2 separate regions of the Canis lupus genome follow, and region 2 is linked to region 1. Evidence: chromatin contacts called from public Hi-C data. All regions are on one chromosome and are shown on one strand. The core of a region is the stretch at or near the end of the contact, and the rest is flanking DNA. Distances in the headings are between cores, read along the strand shown. Region 1 overlaps RNF220 (E3 ubiquitin-protein ligase RNF220). Region 2 holds the start of DMAP1 (DNA methyltransferase 1-associated protein 1).

Region 1 (5,551 bases), core at 1,613-4,112:
ACCGGCGCATGGGATTTAGTGCCCTGGGCTTCTCTGACTGGAGGAGATTTATTTGAAGGTTTAGTGTCGTGGAGAATTCACGTCTTCACTCCCAGGAGCCCAGCTTCCGTCCTGAGCCCCTAAATCAGGAACCAAGATGGGCTATTGTCACTTACCGCATTAGCCTCGTTAGCGGACCAGGAGGGGTGATTAATAGCAATGCACACACAGCCATCCTGCTCCCTGGCCCGGGAGGGGGTGGGGAAGCGGCTGAGCCTGCTCCAGGATAACCTGGGGGTCCGCATGGGAGCTCCCCCAGACACGGAGCCCCATGGACAGGTGAGCGCCTGGCCCAGACTGCCCCGTGGGAGGCCTCTGGGGCCTGCTCCTGGAGGGGCCGGTTCCAGGTGAAGGCCTGAAGCAGACACCTGTGTGCACGGGGGTGTGTGGGGGGGGGTGTAGGGCATGGGGAGCAGGGGGTCCCTGATTTCATTTCCCAAACACTCCATGAGTGCTGCCTATGGGCCAAGTGGTTTTCTAAGAGCTGGAAGCACAGCACTGGGGAGGACAGACAGGGCCCTGAGACAGAGGGGGTGTGTGTGTGAGCGGAAGGGAGCAGTGTAAAGAGAGAGCAGTTGGGGGAGAGAGAGAGGTGTGAACCCCTGAGCGAGGGAGAGGTTCACAGGAGAGGCAGGAGGAGAGAGGAGGGCAGGTGTGAGGGAGCGCCTGGGAGCCCTTGGTGTGACAGTGGGTGTGTAGACAGGATTGGGAAGGTGCTGGAGAGAGGAGGGAGTGTGTATAGGGGCAGAAGATGTGGGACAGAGGGCTGGGTGTGTACTTTCTTTCTCTGCAGTTTCTAGCACCTCCCAACCCCCCCCCCCCCCCACAGATTTTCTGGGGTCAGGCTAGCCTGGGTTTGAATGTCAGTGCTGGGTACTTCATTCACTTATTTATCCGTTCGCTCGCCTGACGTTTACTGAGCATTTACTAGCTTTTCCCTTCAGTGCCTCATTTTTCTTACCTGTAAAGCGGAGACTAACAGGGCAATGATGAGAACCCAGGGAAGTAATTTATTAAAGTGTCTTGTGAGCACACAGAATTAGGAGCCAGATGCACCGTGGCCCAGCACCTGGCGTGTGGGTCAAGAAGTAGTAGCTACAGAGCTGAGGTTGCCCTGCCCATCCTGTCTCCCCCTCTCTTTTTCCTCTCTCTTACCTCGTGCGCTCACAGTCACAGCTGAGCCATAGTATTAATTATTAGAGCCAATTGACTGTTTAGACTCTGATGTTTTAACTAATCACCACTAATGGCAGACACTGGTGGGCAATCACAATCATTTAGTTCCCAAGCAAACCCCTTCTCATAGTTGAGAGCAGCCCAGGGTGGGGCTGGGGTGTGTGGGTTCAACAATAACTGGGACTAGGAAGGGGAGTGAGGGGGTGACTGGTACCCAGAGGAGGCTCTTCTCTCCCCACCCGGGGTGGGGAGGGGGTGCCCTCTGGGCCAAGGGCCCTCCGGAGCAGTCAGGTCCCCTGGGGTGGGTCAGCTGAGCCCTACCTTGAAATGAGTTGCCTTCCTTCCCCGTCCTCTCACTTCTCTGCCCTTTGGCCTCAGTCTACCCTTTTGACCTAGAATCCTGTCACGGGAATTCAGTCTCCAGCAACCACCACCCTGCACCAGAAATATCCTAGCTGTTCGCCTTCTCCGAGTTGCTTTTCAATTGTAGTTCCTAAAAGACTGCTTCCGGGAAGAGTCGTTCAGACATGGGTTCAAATCCCACCTCCTTGATGGGCAGCAGCTGTAGGCTGGTTGGACTAGGAAGTGGCACCCTGCCCGTTTGGCTGAGGGCCTGGAGAAGAGGGCACGCATGTGCTCTGTGTCGCTGAGTGTGGAGAGCACACCAGGGATCGGGGTGTGTCCTGAGCCCTGTGCACCCGTGTACTTGCCCTGCCTTCTTCACACGGAGGCCTCAGGGCCCTGGCCCGCATGCAGCCCTGACCCATTTGAAGCCCGGGTCCATCCTACATCTGCTCCAGCCTAGCTGGGGAAGTCAGAGCCCCAGATCTCAGGAAAGCCAGCTTCAGGGTAGAGGCCAGGCAGGGCGGGACCGTGGGGTCCAGATGTCCTGGAGGGGGTGGCCTAGGTGCCCGTGGCCAGTAGGTGTCGCTGTGGCTCCAGCAGTGGGAGGGGGTGCCTGGCAGGGGGCCCTGGAGGAGGCCCTGGGGCTCCACGCCCTCTGGCCTTCCTGCCCTGGCCTCTCTCCTTTCTGCCAGAAAAGCTTCCCGGATGCTTCTCAAACTTTAAGTGAACAGAACTCTTGGAAGTTCACGTTAAAATGTAGATTTGGATTTGGTAGCTCTGAGGTGGGTCCCAAAGATTTTTTTTTTTAAGATTTTATTTATTCATTCATGAGACACACAGAGAGAGGCAAGAGACACACAGGCAGAGGGAGAAGCAGGCTCCCTGCAGGGAGCCCGACATGGGACTCGATCCCAAGACTCCAGGATCACACCCTGGGCCCAAGGCAGACGCTTGACCGCTGAGCCACCCAGGAGTCATGAATTACTGTTTTTTATTTGAATTTCTAAAGAGTTCGCAGGTAAAGCTGATGCTGCTGGTCTGTGACCACCCTCTGAGTAGCAAGGTCCTAGGGGAGACAGCTCCCTAGCTGGGGGACCCTGTCTGTCCTCCCTTCCAGAGCCAACACTCACCCTCACTCCCACTTCCTCGACAAAGATCCCAGACCAGAGGATGGGGTACCTAGTAGAGATTCCATCTTTTTGGAGACCAGCACGAAGCAGGCAGTCTACAGGGAAGCTCTGAAGCAAAATCTAACTCCAGTCTTCTGAGTCTGCCCAGCCTCACCACCTAGCTCAACTCCTAAATTTAAACCTAAACCTGAATCTACTCCCAATTTCCCAAAATAACCCCAGTTCCCACCGTCAGAGCTATATCCTGACACCAGCCTCAGCCCAGCTCTCGTGCCCCTTTAATCTAAATCCAACAATTGTACCATCCATTGCTTCAGGCCTGTCCCAGGACTGAATGTCCCCCCAGCCTCCCCGATAATCTTCCTGGCCCCCTGCCATACTCTTCTAGAGACCAGTTTGAGCCAGAACAGTGGGGCAATAGGATCTGAGAACAATTGCCTCATCAAGCTGGTCCAGGCCCGCCTTAGCAGCAGAGCTCAGGCGTTTGCCCCAAGCAGAGGGAAAAAGCAATTTAGCAGCCTGGTTGAGGGTAGGCATTCCCACACATTTTCTGGAAGTTTCCTTTCTGCTGGAGAGAGTGAGAAATCTTGTCCTTGGTCTATATTCTCCGTCCTAAAGGCTCCATTTTTTGGGGTGTTGGAGAAGGCAGGGAGGAAGTATATCCATTAGCCCAGCCTGATTGCAGGTGAAAAAGGAGGATATAGTGTGTGTGTGTGTGTGTGTGTGCACGCGCGCGCGTGCTGGGGAGTGAAGCAAGCAAAGCACCCTCTAGGGCTTTTTTTTTTTTTTTTTTTTCCTGAATCAAGGTTTTTCTGAGAGGCCCTCCTCTTTTCCCAGCTCTGTCTACTATCTGGTCCTCTCGGGAACGACAGAAGCTGATTATTACAGGTCGGACATTTTGTGATTTTTATTTTAAAGATTTATTTATTTATTAGGGAGAGACACAGGCACAGGGAGAAGAAGGCTCCATGCAGGGAGCCGGATGTGGGACTCAATCCCAGGACTCCAGGATCACGCCCTGGGCTGAAGGCAGGCGCCAAACCTCTGGGCCACCCAGGGTTCCCCCCATTTTGTGATTTTTAAAGAAAGAATGCAACTATAAATAGGAATTATTTGGTTTTGCCCTGGTGGACTACCCACTGTGACCCACTCTCCAACTCTGGGGTGCAGGAGTGGCTCAAATCAGAGAAGAACCATTTCTCACACCGTGAGGCACTGAATAACAAAAAATACTTCTACCTGTGTCAAACACTTCTGCCTTTAAAAAGCACTCCCCAGGATCCCTGGATGGCGCAGTGGTTTAGGGCCTGCCTTTGGCCCGGGGCGTGATCCTGGAGACCCGGGATCGAATCCCACATCCGGCTCCCGGTGCATGGAGCCTGCTTCTTCCCTCTGCCTGTGTCTCTGCCTCTCTCTCTCTCTCTCTCTCTCTCTCTGTGACTATCATAAATAAATTTAAAAAATTAAAAAAAAATAAAAAATAAAAAGCACTCCCCTTCTCCATTTATACGTAGCTCTACGTAGGAAAACTAGTTTCTAGAACATGTCCACGTTTACAAAGTAACTCTATAGGGGATCCCTGGGTGGCTCAGCAGTTTAGCGTCTGCCTTTGGTCTAGGGCACGATCCTGGAGTCCCGGGATCGAGTCCCACAGCAGGCTCCTGGCATGGGCCTGCTTCTCCCTCCTCCTGTGTCTCTGCCTCTCTCTCCCTCTGTGTCTATCATAAATGAATAAATCTTTATTTTTTTTAAGATTTATTTATTTATTCATGAGAATACACAGAAAGGAGAGAGAGGCAGAGACACAGGCAGAGGGAGAAACAGGCTCCATGCAGGGAGCCTGACATGGGACTCAATCCCGGGTCTCCAGAATCACGCCCTAGGCTGAAGGCGGCGCTAAACCCCTGAGCCACCAGAGCTGCCCCAATGTAAATCTTTAAAAAAAAAAAACAAAAAACAAAGTAACTCTATAGTTTTACAAATCACTTCTCATCAACCATTTATGGGAAAAGACCCTTTTGGAGACCTTGGAAAAATTCCTTCACTCCCCTGTGCCTCAGTTTTCTCATCTGTAAAATAGGAAGAATAGAAGTAGCTGCTTCACAGGGTTATGCATCAAGTCATTTGAGTAGTTCCTGGCACATCTAAGCCCTTTATGTCAAGTGTTTGCTATCATTATTGCTGCTGTTGTTATTACTAATATCCCGGGATATTTAGCACCTGAGGTAGGGAAAGTCTCTGTAGATCGGGGTAGGTGAAAGTACTTGTCCAAAGTCTGCTGCTGGTAAGCTTAGAAATGAATCTCTTGGGATGCCTGGCTGGCTTAGTGGGCACAGCGTGTGACTGCTGATCTCAGGGTGGTGAGTTCAAGTCCCATGTTGGACATGGAGCCTACTGAAAAAAAAAAAAAAGACTACAAAAATGAAAACTTTGAAAAAAAAAAAGAAAACTTTGGCTTCTTTGGTCCGGTGCTGTATCCTAACCACATTAAACACATCCGGCCAAAGCAATCCCTATCAGGAAACAGAGACTGAGTGGGGAGAAGGGTAGGGTCTTAGACCCTCTGGGGGGTCTAGGGCATGGAGGGAACAGAGGAGGAGGCCTAGCTTCCCCTTGTTGAGTGTGGGAACTGAAGGGGGGTGGGAGTGGGGGCAGGAGACTGGGTAGGCCCTGCTCCTGGATCTGTTCTGTGGCTGTCGGCTGGGCTCCCATGACCCTTAACCACGCAGCTCTAGACCCGATCCCCCCACCAGAAACATTTTCCTCTCCTCAAGCTTGTGTCTTTTTCGTTTCCACATTGGCATTCTCTTCCAGGCCAGGGGTGGGCTAAAGGTAGGCGGTAGGAGTAAGGAGCCTGGTGG
Region 2 (5,551 bases), core at 1,596-4,095, 370 kb after region 1:
CTTTTCTCAATCCTACACCTCCAGCCTCTCCCTCCACTGGACCTGAGGGGGTCTGAGGATGGTGGTGAGATGGAGGAAAACCAGGTCTCCCTGAGCAGATGAATGATGAGTCACACCCAGATGTGCTCAGTCCAAGAAGCCCGTGAGCCATCCAGGCAGAGCTGTCAAGGGACAACTGGCTACACTGGCCTGAGGGACTTGAAATCCTGGGATCAGGCCCCTACTGTTTTCAGCCTCCAAGTCTAGGCTGCTCCAGGCTGCAGGGACTGTGACACCATATTGTATACTGGCTTGAACAGCCTAGGAAATCCTAGCCTAGCCCGGCTCTGCCTCTCACTGGCTGGGGTAGTGTGGATAAGGCCCTGTAAGGCCCTGCTCTATGTGGGCCTCAATCTAGACCAGAGATGATTCAATTTGGACTAGGATGCCAGCACAGGGAATGAAGAACAAAGGCAGACGTGATTTATTATGGAAACAGAATCAGGAGGACTCAATGACCACACATATCGCAGAGATTTAGTTCAGGTGCCACCTTCTCAAAGAGGCCCACCATGACCACTTTATCTAAATTAGGCCTCCCCTAAGCCTACAAGTTCACTCTCAACTCATTTCATATTCCATTCATATCTGGCTTCATTCTACTGATGGCTCTTATCTGAAAGAACCCAATTTATTTGCTCCCGTGTTTGTTATCTATCTTTCCCTACCTCCTCTGTCCTGTTGTTGACTGAAATAATTGGGAGACTATAGGAGAAGTCAAGGATGATTCCCAAGTTTCGGGTCTGGGCAGCTGGATAACCAGTGGTGACATTCACTGATAAGAGTAAGGAAGAAGGGCAGTCCCGGTGGCGCAGCAGTTTAGCGCCGCCTGCAGCCCAGGGGGTGATCCTGGAGACTGGGGATCGAGTCCCACATCAGGCTCCCTGCATGGAGCCTGCTTCTCCCTCTGCCTGTGTCTCTGCCTCTCTCTCTCTCTCTCTCTGTGTTTCTCATGAATGAATGAATGAATGAATGAATGAATGAATGAATAAATAAATCTTTAAAAAAAAAAGTGAGAAAGAAAGGGAATGGATGAGTTCTGCTCAAGGATACCCACTTGATCTGAAGTACCTGCGGGGCCTTCAGAGAGAGACATTAAGTAAATGACTGTTATCACTCTGGCCTAGAGATATTAGGTGGGGTCCCTGGCATACAGGGGGCAACTGAAGCCACAGAGAAAATGAGACACGCTAGGGAGAAAGTGCAGAGAGACCAGGACACAGCTCCGAGGAACCAAACAGCAACATTTGAAGGGCCAAGAAAAGCCACCAAAAACCAGACCAGGTCCAGGGAAGGACAGGATCCCACAGGCAGAAGAGACCCACAAAGTCTCACTTGGCAGGCAGTTGTCATGTGGACGGAGCCGGTAGCCGTGATTGAGACACAGACTGAGTGCGCCTCTGGAGCCAACCCCAGGAGGCTGAGAGCTCACAGGAGGCGCTCAGAGGGGGTGAGCAACCTTGGCCCACGTCTGAATGGCGGTGGCTCACCTTATTGAACCTGGCGAAGGGGTAGTCCTTTCCCTCCTCAGCTGCCCGTCGCCAGTGGAAGAACATAGCTCCATCCTTGCGGGCTGGGTTGGTGAATGGCATCCACTTCCAGGGCCGCACCTTCTTAGAGCCCAGCTTGGCCTTCACCGTGCGGTAGCCTTGACCAGTGTCACTGGGTAGCAGCGGGGGTGCATCCCTGGCAGCAAGGTTCGGAGAGATGAGAGCTTAGAGTCGGAGGTGTGTAGGGAACCTTTGGGCCCAGGCTGAGCCACCCTAGAGGAAGTCGCATCCTGGAGTGGGAAGCCTGGGCTCCTCCTGCACCCTGCTAAGCAAATGGGAGGCTTGGCCGGGGAGGGCCGGCAGGGAGAGAACTAGCAGAGAAAACCAGGAGACGGGGGCACGCCGGGGGAGGGGGGACCAGGCCCGGGGCTGTGGGGTTCCAATACTTGCTTCTTGTCGGAGTAGAGCAGCGCGTAGACCTCCCGGTGCATGCCCTCGGGCCTCTTGAAGGTCAGTGTCTCGGAGGACTTCTTGGACTTTTTCTGAGAAGGGAAGCCACAGGATAGGAAGCACAGCCTGGACCCCTCCTTCCCTGAAATTCTCTAGCTAGGCTAGAGCTCAATCCCCGCCACAGGCAAGGGCGGGCTATGAAAGCGCGCCCGGGGGCACTCCTCCGACCCGTCCGACTAGGAGATCCGTTTCCACCGCCTCTCGGCAGGTGGCAGCGACTTGGGGCCACCACCCCCCGACCCCACAAGCGTCTCTGCTGCTCCGCTCATCGCTGACGGGGTCGCGCCGGTTCCCACGCGTGCCCCACACCTCGCCGAGGCAGCACACGGTCTCCGTCCCCTGACGTCACCGCTCTGCCCCCCGCCCCCCTCCCAGGACCCAAGGCTCCCGGCCGCCCCGCCACCTTGTCCGGGTTGATAATGTCCTTCTTGCTGATGGTCCCGGAGGCTGCGTCCCCCTCTGGGCCCCCGAGTTCCAGGATGTCCCGCACATCCGCGCCGGTGGCCATCGCGCCGGAGAGCAGGGGGAGCGCCCCGAGGTCAGGGGTCAGCGCCTGGGGAGGGAGCAGGCTCGGGTGAGGGGGGCGGAGCCACTGCAGCCCCCCGGGAGCGGGGAGAGGCGGGCCGCCGGCGGGAGGGCAGCGGGCGCGGGGCGGGGCTCCGCCGGGGTCTCCCTCGCGGCCCGGCCCGCCGCCCAGGCCCAGAGCCTCCGCACCCGGATCCCCCGACGGCCGCCGCCGCCGCTCGCCTCTCCCCGCAGACCCGCGGACAGAAACTTCCGGCCGTGCGCCCTCGAAACTCCGCCGGCAGGAGCACTTCCGGTGTGCGCTGCGCGGAAATGGGGCCGGCTGGCAGCCTCGCGGGGAAGCCGCACCCTGCGGGGCCCCGGCTCGCGGCCTCGGCTCCCGGGCCCCCGGCGCCCCCGGCGCCCCCGGCGCCCCCGGCGTCCCTGCCTCGCCGTAGCTCCGCCGCGCCCTGCGCCGCAGGAACAGCGCTCGGTGACCTTGCAAGTCGCCTGATTCCTCCGCACCCGTCTCGCTTGCGAAACGGAAATCGTGCTGGCACCTGCTTAAATGAGGCACCGACAGTCCACGCAACACATCAGCAAGTAGCCTGGCACGTTTAAAAAAAAAAAAATTTTTTTTATTAAATGAATCAGTGGTGTTAATCGCCCCTGTCCCTGAAATGCTAAGCGTGTACCAGGCCCGGCGCTGAGCGCCCGAGACGAAGAGACCAGCGGGTCAGGGCGGGCATCCCGGCGGCGGCGGCCTGCACTGCAGCCAAGCAGGGGGCAGGGAGGAAGTCTCTTTGATTTTTTTTTTTTTTTAAGATTTTATTTATTTAACAGAGCGCACAAGCAGGGGGAGCACCAGGCCGAGGGAGAGGGAGAAGCAGACTCCCGCTGAGCAGAGAGCACGCTGTGGGGCTCATCCCAGGCCCCCCGGGTCACCGTAGGAGGCCACCAACCGAGCCACCCAGGCGCCCCAACAAGTCTCTTTTCAAGGGGCACCTGGGTGGCTCAGGGATTGAGCGTCTGCCTTTGGCTTAGGGCGTGATCCCAGGGTCCCGGGGTCGAGTCCCCCATGGGGATCCCTGCATGGAGCCTGCTTCTCCCTCTGCCTGTGTCTCTGCCTCTCTCTGTGTGTCTCTCATGAATAAATAAAATCTTGAAGAAAAAGAAGAAGAACAACTCTTTTGAGGGAAGAAACTAATCTCCCTGGAGAGAGAGATGTCTAGAACAGGACCGCCTGAGGAGGGCAGGAGGAAAGAGAAAGGCGCTCAGACTTCAGCCTCAGCATCCCCGCCTGCAAACATGGAAGAAGGCTTCCTAAGGCATTGGGGAGACCACACCCCAGGCCGGCCTGCCAAGGAACCAAGCAGGGACGGGAGGGCACACAGCCTCTGCAAGTTAACTCTCCGTGTGCAGCCTCTTCTGGCTTGGAGGAGACAGGGACACAGCAGCTGCAGCTGCAAGCCCAGCTACACCCCACAACTTTGGAGAACTGGGCCTGGAGGTAGAAACCTTGCCCTCTTCCAGAGACCTGATTCCTGGGTGAAACCTGTGGGCTCTAGACAGTTCCTAGGCAAAGCCAGTGTCTTGCTACAGAAATTGCCCACAGGAGAAGAGAATGGTCCTTGCAGCCAGAAGTGGACAGAGCAATGGGAAAGAGTCCTGCACCTCTGCCTCAAACACTTGACTCTACTTGTAGTTAGTTGTGTAATTATTTGTTTAATATATATCTCCCCAAAAAGAGTTTGTTTTGAAATTTATTGGGGGTGTTTGTTTTTGTTTTGTTTGTTTTTTAATTTTTATTTATTTATGATAGTCACAGAGAGAGAGAGAGAGAGAGAGAGGCAGAGACATAGGCCGAGGGAGAAGCAGGCTCCATGCACCGGGAGCCCGATGTGGGACTCGATCCCGGGTCTCCAGGATCGCGCCCTGGGCCAAAGGCAGGCACCAAACTGCTGCGCCACCCAGGGATCCCTGTTTTTGTTTTTTTGAGAGAGAGAAAGCACATGAGTGAGGGTGTAGTGGGGGAGCAGAGGGAGAGAGCAAGAGAGAATTTTCAGCAGGCTTCATGCCCAGTGCAGAGCCCGATGCCAGCTCCATCTCACAACCCTGAGATCACGACCTGAGCTGAAATCAAGAGTCCAATGCTTAGCTGACTGAGCCACCCAGGTGCCCTACCCCTGATAGATTTTTTCCATGAGAATCATGGTATGTAAATATATGTGTGTATCAGGCATTGTTCTAGGCTCTGGGGATGCAGTGGGTGAATGAAATACAAATGTCCCTGGGTGGGGCTTATATCTAGTGGGAGAAGAGAAACACTGAGCATATAAACAATAAAACAATGTACATTTTGATGGTGACGAGAGCTACGAAAAAAATAAAATAGGGTAATAGGATAGGGGACTACTTTAGTAGTGCGGTCAGGGAAACCTTCCCCGAAATCTGAGCTGAGGTTTAACTGCTGCAAGCAGCCGCACAGCATACCTGGAGAAGGAATGTTTCAGGCAGGAAGAATAACAAGTAGCTGATGGCATTGGGAAGGTCCCCGGATGACCGGTCCAGAGCTTCTCATCCCCTGGGGAAGCTGAGTCCAAGGATTGGGAGACGGGGACAAGAGAAGGATGCCTCTCTCTTGACCCTCAGAGGAGCCACTGCCCACACTTCCTCAACCAGACTACAGGTGGCAACAGGTTCCACCGTCAATCCAGAGAGGGGCTTGCTCCGCTGTACTCACCCAGCCAATCCTCTGTGGGATCACAGCATCACTTCTGGAGAGGCTCTCGCACTACAGTGACCTAGTGAGTGAGGAGCCAGGGGGAGGGACTTCAGGTGGGGACACTCTGGGGCTGCAACTTCTTTTTTTTTTAATTTCATGAGAGACACAGAGAGACAGAAGCAAAGACACAGGCTGAGGGAGAAGCAGGCTCCATGCAGGGAGCCTTATGCGGGACTCGATCCCAGGACCCCGGGATCATGGCCTGAGCTGAAGGCAGACCTCA

The links. A called contact is a pair of places that touch in the nucleus more often than the background predicts.
Region 2: a contact with region 1 is called in a Hi-C map of skin fibroblasts, with 5 times the contacts expected there. The contact joins the promoter of DMAP1 here to the enhancer-like site in region 1. A contact is called at or near these places in 3 of 9 Hi-C or Micro-C datasets (amygdala, blood and skin fibroblasts).

The regions. Positions count from the first base shown.
Region 1 is chr15:15,808,234-15,813,784 of UU_Cfam_GSD_1.0, forward strand. The region is part of intron 2 of RNF220 (E3 ubiquitin-protein ligase RNF220); the gene reads right to left. Among named protein-coding and RNA genes, the nearest start is that of TMEM53, 77 kb to the left of the region's middle. Within about 2 kb of position 2,863, at least 2 of the 20 cell types and tissues checked have an H3K27ac peak or open chromatin away from gene starts, as enhancers often do.
Region 2 is chr15:16,177,182-16,182,732 of UU_Cfam_GSD_1.0, forward strand. It overlaps DMAP1 (DNA methyltransferase 1-associated protein 1), which reads right to left and starts at 2,846. Exons shown (of 11, transcript XM_038558303.1): 1 at 2,754-2,846; 2 at 2,443-2,592; 3 at 1,980-2,071; 4 at 1,530-1,725. The coding sequence starts at 2,547. It also overlaps the pseudogene LOC100684830.